3 separate regions of the Mus musculus genome follow, and all the other regions are linked to region 1. Evidence: chromatin contacts called from public promoter capture Hi-C data. All regions are on one chromosome and are shown on one strand. The core of a region is the stretch at or near the end of the contact, and the rest is flanking DNA. Distances in the headings are between cores, read along the strand shown.

The links. Promoter capture Hi-C pulls out the DNA fragments that hold promoters and counts their contacts.
Region 2: a contact with region 1 is called in a promoter capture Hi-C map of cranial neural crest. The contact joins the promoter of Trim34a here to the promoter of Nup98 in region 1. A contact is called at or near these places in 2 of 39 promoter capture datasets (cranial neural crest and stem cell-derived epiblast-like cells).
Region 3: a contact with region 1 is called in a promoter capture Hi-C map of embryonic stem cells, with 3 times the contacts expected there. The contact joins the promoter of Trim6 here to the promoter of Nup98 in region 1.

Annotation. Positions count from the first base shown.
Region 1 is chr7:102,208,865-102,211,520 of GRCm38.p6, forward strand. It overlaps Nup98 (nucleoporin 98), which reads right to left and starts at 1,302. Exons shown (of 33, transcript NM_001287164.1): 1 at 1,154-1,302. It also overlaps a transcript of Pgap2 not described here.
Region 2 is chr7:104,243,144-104,245,799 of GRCm38.p6, forward strand. Trim34a (tripartite motif-containing 34A) reads left to right here and starts at 1,314. Exons shown (of 8, transcript NM_030684.3): 1 at 1,314-1,449.
Region 3 is chr7:104,217,434-104,220,089 of GRCm38.p6, forward strand. Trim6 (tripartite motif-containing 6) reads left to right here and starts at 1,362. Exons shown (of 8, transcript NM_001013616.2): 1 at 1,362-1,450.

The DNA of each region.
Region 1 (2,656 bases), core at 52-2,551:
TCTCTGCAGCCCTAGATGTCCTGAAACTCAGTATGAAGAGTAGGCTAGCTTTGTAGTCACAGAGTGCCTCCTGCCTTTGCCTCTCAAGTGCTGGGATAAAAGGTGTGCACTGCCAAGGTTAAAGCCAATTTCATCATTTTTAAAGTTTTGTTCTCAAAAGTCTATGTTAAGTCTGGATGTGATGGCAAACACCTTTAATCTCATTACCTCAGCGTTAGAGGCAGGTGGTCTCTTTGAGTCTGTGGCAAGCCTGGTCTACATAGCGAATTCCAGGCCAACCAAGGGTTGTCTCCGAAGTTAAAAAAAAAAAAAAAAAAAAAAAAAAGCAAAAAAAGTCCCCATCAGGGTACTACTAATCAAGTTATCTTACTATATATAAACGAACATGAAAACAGCTAAACTAGAAGTGTTTTTGAAAATTATGTCAAATGCTGGGTCCTTACCCCTACCAAATAGAGAATTGCCAATATTGGGAGACTGGAACATAGAGGAAGGGTGGAAGAGTATACAAATTCTACTAGACTTGAATCAAGACACCTGGATTCTCTTCCTCTACCTACCTCCCACTAATAAAGCCTCTGTACTTGAGGCAGAGTGGGGGCGATTGACAATTTAAACGCTTATGGCTCCAGTTACTCAGAAATTCAATCTTTCTCACCTAGGTTTACACGGAACAGAAAGAACCCTTCATTTTATTTATCAGACAATTGTCAGTGTCTTAAAAAGCTAAACACAGTTCTGACTCACTCAACCCTCTGGTTGAACCCTAGACAAAACGTGTCCTGTAGAGTGGTCAAGGAAGTGACGGGGAGACCTCACTGAAGTCCCCCCAAGGCACCACCCTGCAAGGGTCTGCCTACCGCGGGCTGCTCACCTCCACCCAGCGAATGAATGAGTAGCACCGGAGAAAGCGAGGTTCACTCAATGTGGGCTGCGACCCGAGACCCCTCCGGCCTACGCCCCACACAGTTGGATCCCCTCCCAGGGCCTCCCGAGCCAGGCCGCAGGCCCCGGGCCCCGCCCCCTCACGCAGGCCCGAAGGAGCGCGCCCGGCACGAGACTCGGCGGCGGAGAGGGCCCCGGGCGTCCAGCGCAGATGCCGGTACAGAGAGGAAGATCTACCCGCCCAGCCCCGGCAGCGCTCCCGACTTACAGCGGTGCGTCTGGAGTGAGAGCCCAGGTCCGCCCGTCACCCGCCGCTCACCGCGCGGCCTCCAGAAAAACCGTCGTCGCCGCCGCCGCTGCCACCGACCGCCGCTTCGGGCGCAGCGCGCAGAGGCCTGACTGCGTCACACGCCGTCCACCGTCAGAGATCGGCTCCGGCCGCTCCGCCCTTGGCGGCCGGGCATTGGCGGGCCGGTCCGCCACTCGAGGCCCACACCGTTATTCATTGGGTGACGATCCTTTTGAAACCGAACGTGGAGGCGGTCTCTGATTAGGAACGGAGGGGAAGAGGAGGAGCGTAAGGAATTGCCGGGAAAGGGGGGGGGGGGGGGGAAAGGAGGGACGATGGGGAGGGATGTAGAGTCCCACTCCCTCTGCCGCAACGGTTGGCTGAGAGAGGCTCATGACGTCACACAGGCCCCTCGAAGAGGGCTGGTGCGTGGCTAGAGGAGTGAGCACCAAACCGCAGTGACGCTGTGTCCAGGCCCCGCCCCCTTCCTTGGAGCGCGGAGACTCGCTACGGAAGCTCCGGCCAATCAGAAGGAAGTCCCAAGGATGACCTGGTAATTGTTCTATCCTTCTCTAGCTCCTGTCTGCGGGCAATGATGGGAAGGCTCCTTGGCCACCTAGCTTGCACTTGGAGAGCCGGAGGACCCTTCCTGGAAACCCATCAATCCACAGATTGTCTGCAGACACTCCACTCCCCACTGTTCTTTCCAGCGCAAGCCAGCCCTCGCCGTACACTTTCCCCCTCTGAATCTCTAGAATAGACCTGAGCAATGGATTTGCCTTAACAGAGCTTGAGCCCAATGAGGAGATTCTTGGCCCTTCAGCCTCAGCTGCACTTTCAGAATCTATACTTGTTCTGGGTTTCTTGCGGCCTTCTCCAGGACACATTTGGTAACCTTTACAAGTCCCGGTGAAGTTCAGGCAGTCTGCTTGTAAAGACCTTGTTACTTTGTATCTTATTTATTTTCCGTTCTATGCCTCCTCCCTCCCCTGATCTGGGCCAAAGCTTCATTTTCATCCTTTTGGTGTCTTTTCTCCTAGGATCTAGCAGAGAGCAGAAGAGTGGGCATGTTCTAGAAACCAGACCTCTCTAAATTATTGAGGTCTCACAGATAACAGGAGCTGTGTTAAAAAAAAAAAAAAAAAAAAAAAAAAGAGGTACATACTACCTCTCCACCACGTCCTGGGAAATCAATATAGAACTGAAACGAGATTTGCTAAGAATTTTAAATGATTCCCTCAAACAAAAACATCTTAAAGGAGCTGGAGAGATAGATGGGCTCAGCGATTAAGAGCACTGGCTGCTCTTCCAGAGGTCCTGAATTCAATTCCCAGCAACCCCATGGTGGCTCACAACCAACTGTAATGGGATCTGGTGCCCTCTCCTGGTATACATAAAATAAATAAATCTCTTTTTTTTTTTTAAAGACAGTAAATGGAAGAAACATAATATATTGTCGATGTTCAGTATATACTTGAAAGA
Region 2 (2,656 bases), core at 64-2,563, 2.0 Mb after region 1:
CCAGTTAATGGAATGTCCCAACCACCTGGCCTGAAGCAAGGCCAATGGGTAGGCAGCAGTTTCCAGACTTCCTCAGTTACTACCTTGGTAACAGTTCCCAGACCTCCCCAGCAAGTTTCCTGCCCTCACACCCAGGTAATAGAATGTCCATAGAGATGGACCCAATAGATTAACATAGAGGTCCCTACCTCAGAATTCCCTAATGAGCCTTAAATCAGACCAGCAAGCTCTCTTGGGTGTCTCTATCTTGGTAATGGGAGACCCCAGCTTGCTGGACTTCTGCAGAAATCTATCTTTACATTTGCATACCAGTTGAGTTGGGTGTCATTCTTCTTTGAATTATGGACCCTTACAACTTCACTGGCACCATTCCCTGCTGCAGGCATGGTTTCCCTTTCTTGTTTATTGGGTAGACTTGATAATTCTTGAGGGGGGTGGGTAAGAAGAGAGAAAGAGAGAGAGACAGAGAGACAGAGAGAGAGAGACAGAGAGAGACAGAGAGAGAGAGAGACAGAGAGAGAGACAGAGATAGAGAGAGACAGAGACAGAGAGACAGAGAGAGAGAGAGAGGAGCACTACCAGCAGGGAACATGTGGAGAGGGGACAGGGGGAAGGAGAAAGGGCTCAGAGAGAACAAGGAGGGGCCAAACAGTCCCTTTTATAGCAAGCCAGACCTACCTGACTGTTGCTAGGTAACTGTTGAGTGGAGCCTAAAAGGAATGTAAATGTGCTAACCTGGAAGGGATTGGGGATGGAGACACTTGAGAAGGTCAAAGTGGACAAAGGTCAGTGCAAAGCTGCAGATTCTATTTTCATAACCAAAGGGTTATTGTTATTCACAAATTAAGCAAAAGACCGTGCTTTTTTTTTTTTTTTTAATGTGTTCCCATGTATTCCTGGGTTGTTGTTCCCCTAACTGAACACCTTTAAACATTAAGGAACTCAGAGACCACCCTCAGATGGTGACTAGATAAAAATACCGCTGCTGTCTGGCCTGAAAAAGATTGTAAGAAACTGTATAGCTTGCTGGGCCATTTGTTTTATTTTCGGCTCACACGTTAATAAAAGTTTCTCGTGTTTCTTTTGAGTTCGTGGCTGCCTTCTTGCTGAGTGAAATCTTCCCTTAACATGGTCTTTAACCACCTGATGTAAGTGACAGCCCTTAGCTATGGCCACCAAAAAGCTCTTCCTGGCTGCTGAAAACTTCTCCTCTAGCCTTGGATCACCAGAGTCCCTGCATTGCCATCTATTGGTGGCCTAGAGTTTTGCCAATACTTAGGACTCAAAAGTTTCCTCCTCTTTCCTGTATCCGCTGGTTTGGAGTTTCAGTTTCTTTTCTCTGCAGTCAAAAAGGGAGGGGCTGCTGGTTGGTTTGGCTGGCTGAAACCAGTCCCTGGCTTTTCCTCACCGCTTCTGTCTGGAGGAAAGATCTCCCCTTCCAGGTCGGAGGTGAGGGTCCAAAGGTGTGTGCGAAAGTTTGTCCAGGGTGGAGGGAGGGAGACCCTAAAAGGAGAGACTTCAGTGACGCTTAGGAGAGGCTTATTTGCTCACAGATCACAAACCGCAGTGATCTGAAGTTGAGAAAAAGAGTTCGTGAGGAATCGAATTGAAATTGAGCAGGAAGGTCTTTTTTTTTTTTTTTTTCTGGAGAAGCCCCTTCTTTTGCTGGGGCAAGCACTTCCTGTTTCCTTCTGCTCTGCTGCTGTGATACACCTTGTAAACAGGTCTGGAATCTCAGGAGCCCTCCCCACCCCCCGCGTCCCCTCCTCTTCTCTCCCTTCTCCTTGTTTCCTCTCCCCTCTGCCTACTAAGATACTGTAGAGTTTCAGGGGTTCAGTCTAAGAGGAGCCTCTATTCCCCTCCTTGCAGCCAAAGGGGCTATCAGTGACCTTAACATCCTGAGCCCTTGATTTACTTGAAAACCCGCCCCCGTGTCACTTTCTAACTATATGTACCTCTGAAGAGCCACTCTTAGGATTCCATGTTTACTTAAACAGAGATTTTTTTTTTAAATACGTATTTATTATTTATTTTTGAGGCCCGTTTCACCGCCTTACTGAGGTTGGTCCTGGAGTTCTGGGGTCAAATATCACCCTACCTCAGCCTCTTAAAGTAGCTGGGACTGCAAGCTTGTGCCTTCCCAACCCCCTCACCCCTCCACCTGCTTGTTTCTGTCTCAGTAGCCATAAGAGATCCTGGTGTCCTCACCTGGCTTAGGCCTTATTGATCATTCTTGCTTGCATCTTTGCACTAAAAGTTATATCAGTTCTTTTTTTTTTTTTTTTTGCTTAGATAGTAAACAAGAGTTAGGTATTGCTCTGGACAGAGCCTAGGTGTTCTTGGTAAGATATTGATCCTGAATATTTTCCATGTTAGGCTAATATATGGGCATTTTGCATCTTCATAGATGGTTTAAACACCTGCCCGCCATTGTCCAGTACTTTCACTTTTCAGAATTCACCACATCTCCTTTTTCTGAATCTGCACTGCAATGCTAGAGAGTTTAGTCATGGCCAAACACAGAAGATAATTAAGGTGTCTCTCTCTCTCTCTTTTAATTAAAAATGTCAATGGGAAAAAGCGTGTTTTGGCATAAAAAAGCATACTAAGCACCCATTCAATATTTATCTAATATGAAATAAATCGACATGCTTAT
Region 3 (2,656 bases), core at 112-2,611, 2.0 Mb after region 1:
CACTGGATCAGCTGGGGCAAGGGGATGCACGCTTGCAATACCGCCACCACCACAGAAGCAGAATCTGGACCATTCTCAGCTACACAGCAAGTTTGAAATCAGCCTGGGAGAAATATGCATGTCACATCACCCTGTCTCAAAACCAAATAAACCTTACCCTTGTATGTTAGACATTGAGCGTCCCATCTTCTCTGCTCTGTTTTTCTATGATTCTTAAGAATGCTTGCACCAGCCAGGCGTGGTGGCACACACCTTTAATCCTAGCACTTGGGAGGCAGAGGCAGGCGGATTTCTGAGTTTGAGGCCAGGCTGGTCTACAAAGTGAGTTCCAGGACAGCCAGGGCTACAGAGAAACCCTGTCTTGAAAAACCAGAAAAAAAAAAAAAAAAAAAAAGGAATGCTTGCACCATGTTTTCCCATCCTCACTCCAAACATCTATTCCTGACTTGACTTTTCATTTTGTGTTTTAAGTTTTTCGAGGCAAAAACACTCTGTAGCCCAGGCTGGTTTAAATTTATGAGTAATCCTCCTGCCTCAGTCTCCTAATGCTGAATTACAATTGTGAGTCAGCCCAGTTCACAGGCTCATGCAGGTAAGGCAAACAATTTACTGCTGAGCCACTTCCTACTCCACCCCCAGCTCCTCCCCAAAGTCTTTCCCCCTCCCCCCATCTTCTGAGATCAGTTGGGTTGTCAGTCTCCCAAACCAGGAAGTTTGGCATTCTTTTCTTTTCACAGTAGCCCTGCCTTTAATAACTTACAGTCTAGGGGTTAGAGAGGTGGCTCAGTGGTTAAGAGCACCGACTGCTTTTCCTGAGTAGTTCAGTTCAATTCCCAGCAATCACATGGTGGCTCACAACCATCTGTAATAGGAATTCGATGCCCTTTTCTGATGTGTCTGAAGACAGCAACAGTGTACTTATATACATAAAATAAATAAATAAATCTTAAAAACAAACAAACAAACAAAAAACCCAAAACCCTTACAGTCCAGTTCCAGTCCAGTTCAGTTTGCATATGTAAATGTATAAGTACTTCAGTATAAAAGTAGTCTTTTGGTTCCATGCGTTAAAATTAGAGATACACACAGGTAATTTAAAGTTGGCAGATTTTTGTAATCCATCAAATGCAGTCACCTTTTAATTGTATGGCTAGACCTTTTATTCTTTAGACATTTCAATATATTGATAGTGAGAACAGGTGTATTAAACACTTGCATACGGTAGAAAGCCTAAGTCTCTAATGATGATGTTCTTAAAGACTGTTCCATAGACTTGTCTAGGGCATCTTCGCATTTCTGACCCGGGGTTTGGTCCCAGCCAGCACAGGGGTCAGCCCCGCCTCCTCCGCCAGGCCCGCCCCTTTTTCCTGGAGTCCGGCTTTAGTACTGGAAGGAGCCGTCTCCTTGGCTGCAAGTCCTCGGCACTGATCCAGGCACGGATTCCAGATTGGTGAGCAAACCCATTTTCTGACCAGTCGTTGCTGTCCCACTGGTGTGTAGAGTCTGTGCTGCCTTACTATTTGTGTTGGGGCTCACGCGTGCAAGAAGAGTTGCGGGACTGCCTCTTTGAGTTTCCTTGAGTTTGGGAAGCATTGGAGAGGCATGTTCGCGGCTAGGAATAGGCAGTATTCCTATAGCCCTAAGCGGGAAACGGGCGTTGAACCTGGATTTTGGAGGCAAAGGCACACTGCTCTGGGAGATTCCCGTTCGGAGTCCCGAGTGGATTCAGAGGTCAACATCTCCTCCCCCAGCTCCAGGAAGTAGGTTTATTCCCCCCAACCCCCAACCCCCTCCCAAGCAGGCCCGGCTTCTTCCAGGAAGAGTTGGGAGATGAGCTACTCTACCTGCCCCGACCCGGTCTACACCGGCTGCAACCAGTCGGAGCTAGGAGCCCTAGGGCCTCTCCAGAGGAAGCCGAGGCAAGCTGGGCGGAGTTAGGAACAGACCCCAGCCAGGATTTCTGGCCCTCGGAATTAGGCTTCCGGACGTGCTCTGGAGAAGTTTGCCTACCGGGTACTCTTCATCTGCGGACCTTCTCTGGGGGTGCCTACCGCCCCGTTACTCTGCTGAGTCACTTCTGACGGAGGCAGGCCGAGACAGTGAGGTGATTTATTGTGAATAACTTGGCTGAGATAGGGAGCATTGAATTTATGTATTCTAAAAGTATGTATGTAAACTCAATTTTTTTTCAGATATATCCTTCTATAACCCAAGCTACCCTATCGCTAACCATCTTCTTGATTCCAACCCTCTTCTCTGGTGTTACGATTACAGGCCTGAGCTACCGACACAGCAAAGGGACATTTATTTTATCAGTCATTTGAGAAAAATAGGTGTTACAGCTAGTTATGTTGCGTGTGTTTCAGTACAGGACCTGAAAATTGGATGCCGTATGTCCCCAGTCTGTTTATTTAGCCTCTGAGCTTTAACATTAAAAAAAAAAATTTATTTATTATTATACATAAGTACAATGTAGCTGTCTTCAGACACACCAGAAGAGGGCATCAGATCTCATTACTGGTGGTTGTGAGCCACCATGTGCTTGCTGGGGTTTGAACTCAGGACCTTCGGAAGAGCAGTCAGTGCTCTTACCCACTGAGCCGTCTCCTTAACATTTTTTTAATATGTAGCGTGGACAGAGCAATACAATGGGTGG